2 separate regions of the Mus musculus genome follow, and region 1 is linked to region 2. The links are chromatin contacts, called in public HiChIP or PLAC-seq maps. All regions are on one chromosome and are shown on one strand. The core of a region is the stretch at or near the end of the contact, and the rest is flanking DNA. Distances in the headings are between cores, read along the strand shown. Region 1 holds the start of Ripply2 (ripply transcriptional repressor 2). Region 2 overlaps Snap91 (synaptosomal-associated protein 91).

What was found. HiChIP or PLAC-seq counts read pairs in DNA pulled down with a chosen protein or histone mark.
Region 1: a contact with region 2 is called in an H3K27ac HiChIP or PLAC-seq map of SST interneurons, with 4 times the contacts expected there. The contact joins the promoter of Ripply2 here to the enhancer-like site in region 2. A contact is called at or near these places in 4 of 39 promoter capture datasets (3T3-L1-derived adipocytes, the SN4741 cell line, frontonasal cranial neural crest and 1 more), 23 of 484 Hi-C or Micro-C datasets (the AtT-20 cell line, the C2C12 cell line, brain and 11 more), 4 of 115 datasets of contacts at active chromatin or transcription factors (PVALB interneurons, SST interneurons, embryonic forebrain and 1 more) and 1 of 9 other capture datasets (pancreatic islet).

What each region holds. Positions count from the first base shown.
Region 1 is chr9:87,012,085-87,016,787 of GRCm38.p6, reverse strand. Ripply2 (ripply transcriptional repressor 2) reads right to left here and starts at 1,251. Exons shown (of 4, transcript NM_001037907.2): 1 at 1,158-1,251; 2 at 842-920; 3 at 454-518. The coding sequence starts at 1,243. It overlaps Gm51687 (a long non-coding RNA gene), which reads left to right and starts at 276. Exons shown (of 3, transcript XR_003948201.1): 1 at 276-602; 2 at 886-1,499; 3 at 1,607-4,703.
Region 2 is chr9:86,867,161-86,871,724 of GRCm38.p6, reverse strand. All of the region lies in intron 2 of Snap91 (synaptosomal-associated protein 91), which reads left to right. Among named protein-coding and RNA genes, the nearest start is that of Snap91, 11 kb to the left of the region's middle. Within about 2 kb of position 2,059, at least 5 of the 459 cell types and tissues checked have an H3K27ac peak or open chromatin away from gene starts, as enhancers often do. A contact at or near this core is called in PVALB interneurons, SST interneurons and rod photoreceptor, where this site is marked.

The DNA.
Region 1 (4,703 bases), core at 2-2,501, 150 kb before region 2:
TGGTTTGCAAGAAAGTAATACATGCACTCTGCATGCCAAGGAGCCAGTTCTCCATTGCCCTTTTAGGATTAAAAATAATAAAAGAAAAAAACCCCAAACAACTTTTCGGGCATAAGATGCCCCCCCCCCTTATAAGCCAGAACCTCTTTCAGGGCAGGTAAACACCCTGCCAGCAAGCTACAGCCTCAGCCCCAAACGTCTCTTTTTTCTACTCAGTCTGCTTTCTCCCGTTTTAGCCAATTCAATTAGCATTCACTCACTATCCACCAACTGACAGTTCTTTTATGGGATGAGTCCTGTATTTTCCCAATTTTGTGAGTAAGAGAATCCTCAGAGTGGGAACACAGAGTGAGTAACGGCGCCAGCTATTAAACCAGCTGCGTGATCGTGCCCCATCTCCTTCCCCCTTAGGGCTGGAGTTGAAGGAGACCTCCAGTAAGGCCTGTCACTCACCTGACAGGGTGTTGGTATTGCAAAAGCTTCCCGGAAGCTTCTGCCATTCCTGGGCCACTGGGCAACTAGGAAGGAAAGGAGTAATCGCAGTCACCATGCATCTCATTGTCGAAATTGGGAAGGTGTGAGACCCAGCGCCTCTGGTTCAGGTAGGGGCTGTGACCCTGAGCCTCTCCACAACCCAGCTCTTGGCTGCAAGTGACTGCATCACTGCAATGGATGTCCCAGCCCGCGTTCATACCCACAGGGTCTAGGGCAGGCACACTGTTAAGCACTGGGCAGATTGGGGGCGCAAGCCACTCAGGCCCTTACTCCTCAGGCCTGGATTGGGGGTCGGGAGTGGGGATGCTCTGCAGCCTGAACCGCAGCGGGCCACACTGTCACTCACCGCCTCTGCAGCACGGGGCCCCGTCCGCTTCTCTTTCTCTCCAGGAGTTCGAACCCACGGTCTCCAGAAGCCCTCGGACCTGCAGGATGGCAAGCGCAAGTCGCGCACAAAGAACGTGAGCCCAGCCACCGGACTCAACTCGGACTTAGTAAGGGCACCGGGCCCGGGCAAAGGCAAGAGCGGCGGGTAAAAGGCGAGGGCTGAAGTAGAGGGCGAACAGGGACGAGCCGGGGCCAGGCGGTCCTCGGGCTCAGTGGGCGGCGGGCACGGGGCGAGGGTGGAGAATGCGCGGGGATGGATCCCGGCTGATAGGTACCCGGGCTGCGCGGACGGCGGGCAGCGGCTGCGCGAGGGCGGACGTGCTGGGTTGTGCGCGCTCTCGGCGCTCTCGGTGGTATCCATGGCAGGACGACCGCGTCGGTGTCGCAGCCCGGCTTTATCTAGCCCTTGCAGACCTTCGCACCCCGGTCGCCCTCGCTGCTCTGCATAAACAAAACGGCAGCGCGTGAAGGCGCCGCGGGCCGCGCGCGGGTGTGAACGCGTGCAACATCCCAAATGGCCCGGGAACCGGCTGCTGGAGCGAGTGTTAATAGCCCCCTGACACACGGTCTGGGAGAAAAACAGCATGCGCCCAAGCAGCCAATTTCCATGTGAAGAGGTTAGGAGGGGATGGAATTAAACGATTCTACACGTTTTTGTGTATTTCTGCAAAAATGCCCAGGGCTGGTAATTGCCTGACACTTGGCTTGGCTTTTTGGCCTTCAGCAAATGTAGCTGGCTCTGCAGCAACCAGTGTTCTACAAACTGGATATGATATAAGAAGAAAAAAAGAATAGCTTTAATCACTCCCTCCCCACAACATCAAGCAAAAACGCAAACGAAGTGTCTGTATGTGGAAATATAGATCAATAATAAATGTATGTTTTTAAAAAAATGTTATTGAAAAGTTATGTTCACAATCTGCCTGTTACTTGAAGGGGATGGACAATCTTAGGCAAGAAGAAATGAACTATGAAAACCTGATTGTTACATCCAAGAGGGGCTGAGACAGTTGTCATGTGGTTTCAGTGCCTTCCCACAGCCTCTTGACTTTCTCTCAAACTCTTGTCAGTATCTCTCTCCAGTAAGCCCTGGTGTATCATCTCTACAAATCTGCCATCACTTGGCATTATATCAATAGATCATAGTTAGACGATACTTTTGTGGTTGGGAAAGATGATGAGGATAATGAATTCTGGAAGGTTATGATATGAGATAAATTATTTATTCTTCCTGTACTAGTTTCTTCTCTTGGGAGTTACCCCTTGTTTATCTGTAGAGGTTCATCAAACCTGTCCCCCTCAGATGTTCTGTTTCAAAGCAAATGTGACCTGTAAATGTTATAATTTCTTCCTAAGACATTTTAAATAATGGAAATGAGTTTCCTCAAACACTGCAGATTGAAAATCTTGAGTGTAAGCCTAGTGGTACTGCTCCCCACTCTGTTACTTCATAAGAAAAGAATCCACTTAATTGTTACCTAGAGGGCTGCAATGACGTGACTACCAGAGGATGAGATAGGATTTTCTTCAGATAATGAAATCAGTGAAGATGGCTATTGCTATTCTCCGTGGCTCAGAGTAACGACGCTTATTAAATGCTTGTTGCATGTCTGGCACACAATAAGCCCTTCCTTGACAGATGATAAAAATGATTTTAGGAATATCATGGCCAGCTGACAAGATTAAGGTTAAGATGCCTGCTGCCAGGCCTGACGACCTGAGTTCAATCCCCAGAGCCTGCATGGTAGAAGGAAAAAACTGACTCCCACAAGTTGTCATCTGACCTTACACACAACAGTGGCGTGAAAGCCCACCATATCCATACCCAAGCACACACACAGACCACCACCATCACCACCACCACCTACTACTATTAGATAAATATAATAAAAATATGACCTTACAGATGTGACCTATTTGATGAAGAGACCTATTCCAGTTGCATAAATATCTTTGAATTATCGGCAATGTATTAAATCCTGAATTTTTACAAGTGATGAAATAAATGTTCCCTCCTTACTCAGGAATACTGCAATATATGGTCATTACTGTGGCCACAAAATCAATAATATTTTTAACAAAACATATTTAATTGCTAAAGAACACTCTACATTTAGAAATGACAGTTGGGAGGATTTGGCGTGTCTTTTAGGTACAATGAGGAAAGCCCACTTAGAGTAAATGAAACCTACACAGGGATTTCTAAAAGGATCAGTTAAAGAATGCTACTGTCTCTGTGTGGAAACTGGCTAAGAGGAGAAGGGATGAGGTTATTGCTGACACAGAGATGTGGTGAAAGAGACAGGGCAGGCGTGGGCTGCTTGGAATATGCTGTGCTCAGACATTTTGACTTCATTCTGTAAGTATTGGCAGAAGACTGACTAAGCGGGAATAGGGGATGACTACAGTTTGTATCTTACTTTTTTTAAAGGCTTTGTTTTGTTTTGTTTTTTTGACACAACCATGGAAGATGAGAGTCATTGAAACCTGGTGGTGAGAACAGGAAACCCCCTGAAAGGCTGAATGATAGTAGGGCATATATAAATCACAGAGGGCAGATTTGAAGGGCAGTTAGGAAATAGCATCTACAGAAGTGTCTGGGCCATAAAGACAAAGTGTTCATGAAAGTGGAGCTGAGATGTGTTCTGAGATATGGAACCCACTTAGCAGAGGTAGTGGTACTGGGTCAGGCAAAGTCAAGATCACAGCAGACCCAGAGTGCAAGGTATACTTCTATGTTTCAGTTTTTCAAATGACCCAGAGAAGAACAAGAAAATAATGAATTTTATATTGGTTTGCCAATCAACTAGGACAGACCGGGCAATATTGGCAGTAAGAAATACTTCCAAAACTTCACAGGATTAACAAAAGAGAAGTGATTTTCCTGGTCACCCTATATACATCTTGTTTTGTCTAGTGGAAGGCTACCTTTTAAGCTTGGCTTTTGAAGGCAAGCTGATAAAGTTTGATATCTCTGGTCTGATGCTAGTTATTATAACAGGGAGACACAAATAAAATTGTGTATCTAAAGCGACACATGTCACCTCCAAAACATTTCTCTGGCCTAAACTAGTGAGATGACATATTCATCTCAAAGGAGAAAGGAAATACATTTCCATTGTATTCCCCCAAAAAGGAGAGACAGAAACAAACAGCATAGGAGAGTAGCGTCTCTCCCTGCTGCTACTGAATGGATACTCAGTTCACTGTCCTTCTTGGGGGTTCGGGGGAACAGTCACACTAAGGACAAGAACTCAGATGGATCCGGTGGCTTCTGAGAAGTCTTGATGAAAATAGATGGAGATACCCAAAGAGCAACCAGAGATACATGTGCTTGGGTGCAGCAGAGAACTTAAATTGAACTTGAGCATCGGCCCAAAAAGGTGATCAACAATAGGAACTAAATAGTTTCCTAAAGAAATGTTGTGGCTTTTGAGAGCAAACCAAGGCCAGAGCTGTGCAGGCTGTCATTTCTTAGATGAGCCAGAATACATTTTTTTAAAAAAATCGCTGAAGAGGATCAGTGGCAGATAAAAGGGATCAGGTTCAAGTGTTGTGGGAAGATGAGGTAAGGACTTCTCCCAGTAAGGGAGAAGAGAGCCAAACACGATAATGAGACATTCATCAGATTCAGCGACTAAAGGGTTCTACGTGACTTTAGACATCATCATTTGGACGAATGTGGACAGATGCTTTTTCCTGCAAGTTGGTTTATAGACTCAGGCTGAAGAAGAGGAGAATGTTGAGGATGCTCTCTTGAGAGCAGATCAGGAGAGGGGGGTCCTCTGGGGAGGAGGGACTACGTGATGCTGATGGTCCCC
Region 2 (4,564 bases), core at 810-3,309:
ACTGTAGCGGGCTTCAGTTCTGAGGTTGGGGTTTCCTTCAAGCTCCTCTGACAGCAAGCACATTGAATGGGTGTGGGGACCTGAGTATTTAGTGGGTGGCCGTCTTTATCCCTCACTTCATTCTTACCCAGCTTTAGAGCTTCTCACATATGCTGTCTGGAGAAATACCTTGCTTTTACCTAAGAACTTCCAATGGTCAAGGACTTAAACTTTATTAGTCAAAAGATGATAAAGTCAATTAAAATGGAATATTTCAGAGAATCAAATTTAAAAACACTAGATTCCTTAATGTCAATGGTTAGTGCATAGTCTCTGTTAGCCTCTTAACAGTTATATTCTTGGGATATGGTAAAAAATATCTTTTTGCAGATGCCAAAGTTTGGTGCATGCTTACAATTCAAGTGTTTTGGAGACAAAGGCAGGAGGAGGATGAGCTCAGGGAGGCCCCTGTGAGCTACATAGAGAGACCCCATCTCAAAGAACCAAAATTAAAAAAAAAATGCTTGGGTGAAGTTTTAACTTTGACAAGAAGCATATAATGGCAGGACTTGGAAATTGGAAAAACATTAGATTTTAATTATGTCTGTAATCCTTTGCCTGTGCATTTGAAGAGCATGACTACCTCCTTTGGCATATTTTCTGTTACAGTTAGATGCCCAATAATTAGATATTAATATTACAGAAAACCCTTTAGCATTCTCTGTGTTTAGACATATGTTTCTGTTTTCTTTGTTTTTGGTTGGTGACAGTTGAGTGCCACTCTTCCATGTCTGTTTTATAGTTCCCATATAGATACTGTGTACGTGGGAGGAAAAGCTCAAAAAATTAAAAACATGATTTAAAAGTGACCACAACTCTCACCTTTTCTCTGAAATTATATTATTCTATATTTAAGAAATTATATTATTCTATATTTAAGAATACTTTTTTACCAGCATGATTGCATTTCCATCCACAGTTTGGAAGATGGGGAGGGAAGTGAAGCTGAGTGGTACAGCCAGGCGTGTGCTGTACGAATCAGTTGCTGGGTTTGCTCACCAGTAATGGAAAAGAAAGAAAAAAGGTGTGAGTGACTGAGGGGTTTTAGAAAAGCAGTGAGGAAATAGGAGACAAGTTTAGCTTATAATAGCATTCTTTTTACCTTCCCAGAGAGAATGATAAGTGTCAGCACGTTCATTTGGTTTACAATGGCCTAGTGGAAGAAATTAGAAGTTACTTTCTAACTTGAGGCATTGAGTACTTATTTAGCATAATATCATTATTTTTTTATTTAATAAATATTTACCAAATGCCAGGAATTGTTCCAGGAGGCAGGGATACCATGGAGAATAAGATATAGCCCTTGGCATCCAGAGAGCTGGCAGCTTAGTAGGGGAGACAGAAAATAAAAGAACTAATTACCAGTGCTCCAAAAAGCATTAAGGTTCAGCAGGGAAAGAAAGACCACAGTGGAGGTACATTGCATAAATGGTGTTTAAGGCCAGACTTGAAGGATCAAAGGAATTCACGTGGGTGACATATACACAAGGGCTACCTGTTTGCTGCTCACTGGAGAGCGGCTCACGTGGAGAAGGCGGCCCTTAGGAACGTAAAGAAGCTGTCAGCTGCTGGAAGGCTGACAGTGTATGAGGTCAGATAGTGTAAAACACAACCTCTGAACTGATACACCCCCGCCTGGAGGGCCTTCAGTGATGGGAGAATCTTAGCCATCTCCAGACTCCAAGATTTTGTTAAGGAAGTTGAGTCTCGGAGGCATAACTCACATTCTCTGTGTGTTGATGCTGGTAATTCCTACTGACGGTCTTGAGCAATGACTCCAGTTTGTCACTGCCTTGTTAGCCTCGTTCTGATTGTTAGATTGAAGCCAGGGGACCTCAGCTGCAAGTCATGATTATCCTCTTGCAGCTGTTCTAGCTTCGCTAGGTAATTCAATAGACTGTGGTCTAAAGTAGTTTTGTTGTGCTCTGTTTCTCTTATCCCATCAAGGCTGTACTGTGTGCATGTGTGCATGACCTTTCTCTTAAGAATGTTGATGTGCAATGTTCTGTTTCCTTCAACCCTTGTCTGAGTCTGAGTGTGACTATGGATATACAGCATAACCTACTTTGAGGCTTCGATAGTGAGTAGGCTGAGCCAATTGTTTTAACCCTTACATCACCACACTGCTCTGAGTATGTTTACTTGTTCTTCTTAGTGACAGCAACTACCACTTTCCAAAGGAGGCTTCTGATTTTTATCTGTCTTTTTCATAGTATTTTGTGATTCCGTAGTATATAGTATATCTGTGTATATCATAGTATCTCTGCATCATCATGGCATTTTTGCCATGCCAGGGAGATCTCTGTCTCTCTGTTTCTCTCTCTCCCACACATATCTCATTTAACCATGACTTGATCTGTAAGTTGTACTCATAATTTTATGATCTGCTGTTGTGAGTTGAGAGAAGTAGCTCTTCACTCCAGCTCAGCCTTGATGGCTCAAATGGAAAAAGAGTCTTGAGTCGAGCGCTCAATGAGTGGAAGTATGTTGTGAGTATCAGTTGAAAGCCCTTTCACCTAGTAATTTACCTTCTATAGGGTTTTATCTTAGAAAAAAATAGAGAAAATGAAGTGTTCATGGATGTTTGTTACTGTCTGTATTTCATAGTACTTTATTGAAATCAATGATCTCTTCAAAGAGATACTGGAAAATCTCAGAAAATGTTAAAAATTAAAGTATATTCATCATGGAAATTAAAACATGAAGCTGTGGTTCAAATTTTAATGTATGCATGGGCCACGTGATACGTATTTCTGGAACACTAACGTGTTGCCTGTGGATTGAAGGACTTGTGTTTTCTGCTTTGTACCTCTGTCAGTGCTGACTGTTTTGTTTCTGTGTTACAAGAATATAGTTTGGGCAAAAGGAGGGTCATTTTGTCCTTCATAACCAGCGTGAGGGAAAGGCTGGAAGGAGCAGGCCCCTTGGCTTTCTCAGGATTCTTCTCCCTCCTCCTGTTCCTGGTTCTTTTCCACATGAGATCAGGGAATCAAGCTTCTTTCTTTTTCACCAACTTTCTCAGTGAGCGTGGAAGTGGAGCTTGCTATCATTACAGCCTCTCTGAGAGAAACTAGCTTTCTCCCTATATTTAGTTTGACAAAAATCATAGAGAACAATTGATTTCTTATCTCGTGTTGTTGCTCCCTGTCCATGGCATGACAGCATGTGTGTAGTTTACTTTCTGTTTCTGTATAAATACCATGATTCAAAGCAATTTGGAGATGAAAGGGTTTATTTCCTCTTATTGCTTATAGTCCACCATGGAGAAAAGTCAGAGCAGGAGCTCAAGGCTGAAACCAGGAAGCAGAAGCCATGGAGGAATTGCTACTTCCTGGCTTCTCCTCATGGCTGGCTCAACTTGCCTTTTCATACAACCCAAGACTACCTGTCCAAGTGTGGCACCACCCACAGTAGGCTGGGTCCTCCCACACCAGTCACTAATCAACACTTGCTACCGACCAGTCTTACAGAAGCATCTTCTTTTATATTGAAGGCCCCTCTTCCTTGTATCAAGTTGGCAAAAATCTAACCAACACAGATCAACCAGAACTACCTCCCGGGATCAGTCCCAAGAGCTAGGAGCCAGCCAGATGCTAATTTTCCTTCTTGCTCCTGCTGCAGTCTGCTTTGGGGGGGGGGGAACTTTTTCAGCCTCTTTCCTAGGACATCAGAGTCCTCTAGTGAGGTCTAGCCAATAAGGAAAACAGAAAAGGAAAGAGTCTGAGATGGGACTAGACCTAGATACAGTTCCTATGTGAATCATTGGCAAGAACTCAGCTAGTGTGGATTGTGAACACAGGACCCTACCATGTCCATGGGAAGGACTTGGAAATTCTTCTCTTGTGCCTGTGGGATCTCTGGAGTTCTCGTTGCCCCCAGCATGACAGTTCTCTGGATGTACAATACACTGGCTGATAAGAGTACTTTTCAGAGGGTGGACAACTAGTGGCTGGATGCTGGTTCCCTGTCCCCGCCACACATCTCTGACAGATGTTAATGCTCCTCACTGTGGAACCTGGTCTGGCCTCAAACTTGTATGTCTATACATTGATTTGGAATTCTCAAATCATGGTTGACACACAAACTAAAACCACTGTGGCACCCCTTTTAGCAGCACCCCTAGTCTAGGTGATTTTTCCATGATAAATGTAAGACAAGCTGTTATTCACTGAATTTGCAAAGACACTTAGTATTTGCAGTCAGCATGGACAGTTCAGAGCCCAGGATCGGTCTGCTAGTGACCGACCTTGTGGTTTTAAGCTAGTAATGAGCTAGACTATCAACGAGCACATCAGTGATAGAAAAGATAATTTTGAGTTTTGCGTTTAAAACTTAACCCTTCTCTGGGGGAAACCAAGTCTAAGTACCCTTTTTTACCTTAAATGTGAATATGGTGCAAGTTGTTTTCTTTGAACTGCTTCTTAGATACCTATATAGATATAATTTCAAGGTTCATATTAATTCACTTTTAGATGCGTCCTCTTTCTTTTTCCATAAAACTTAAGAAAAAAAAAAAAAGAGGCTT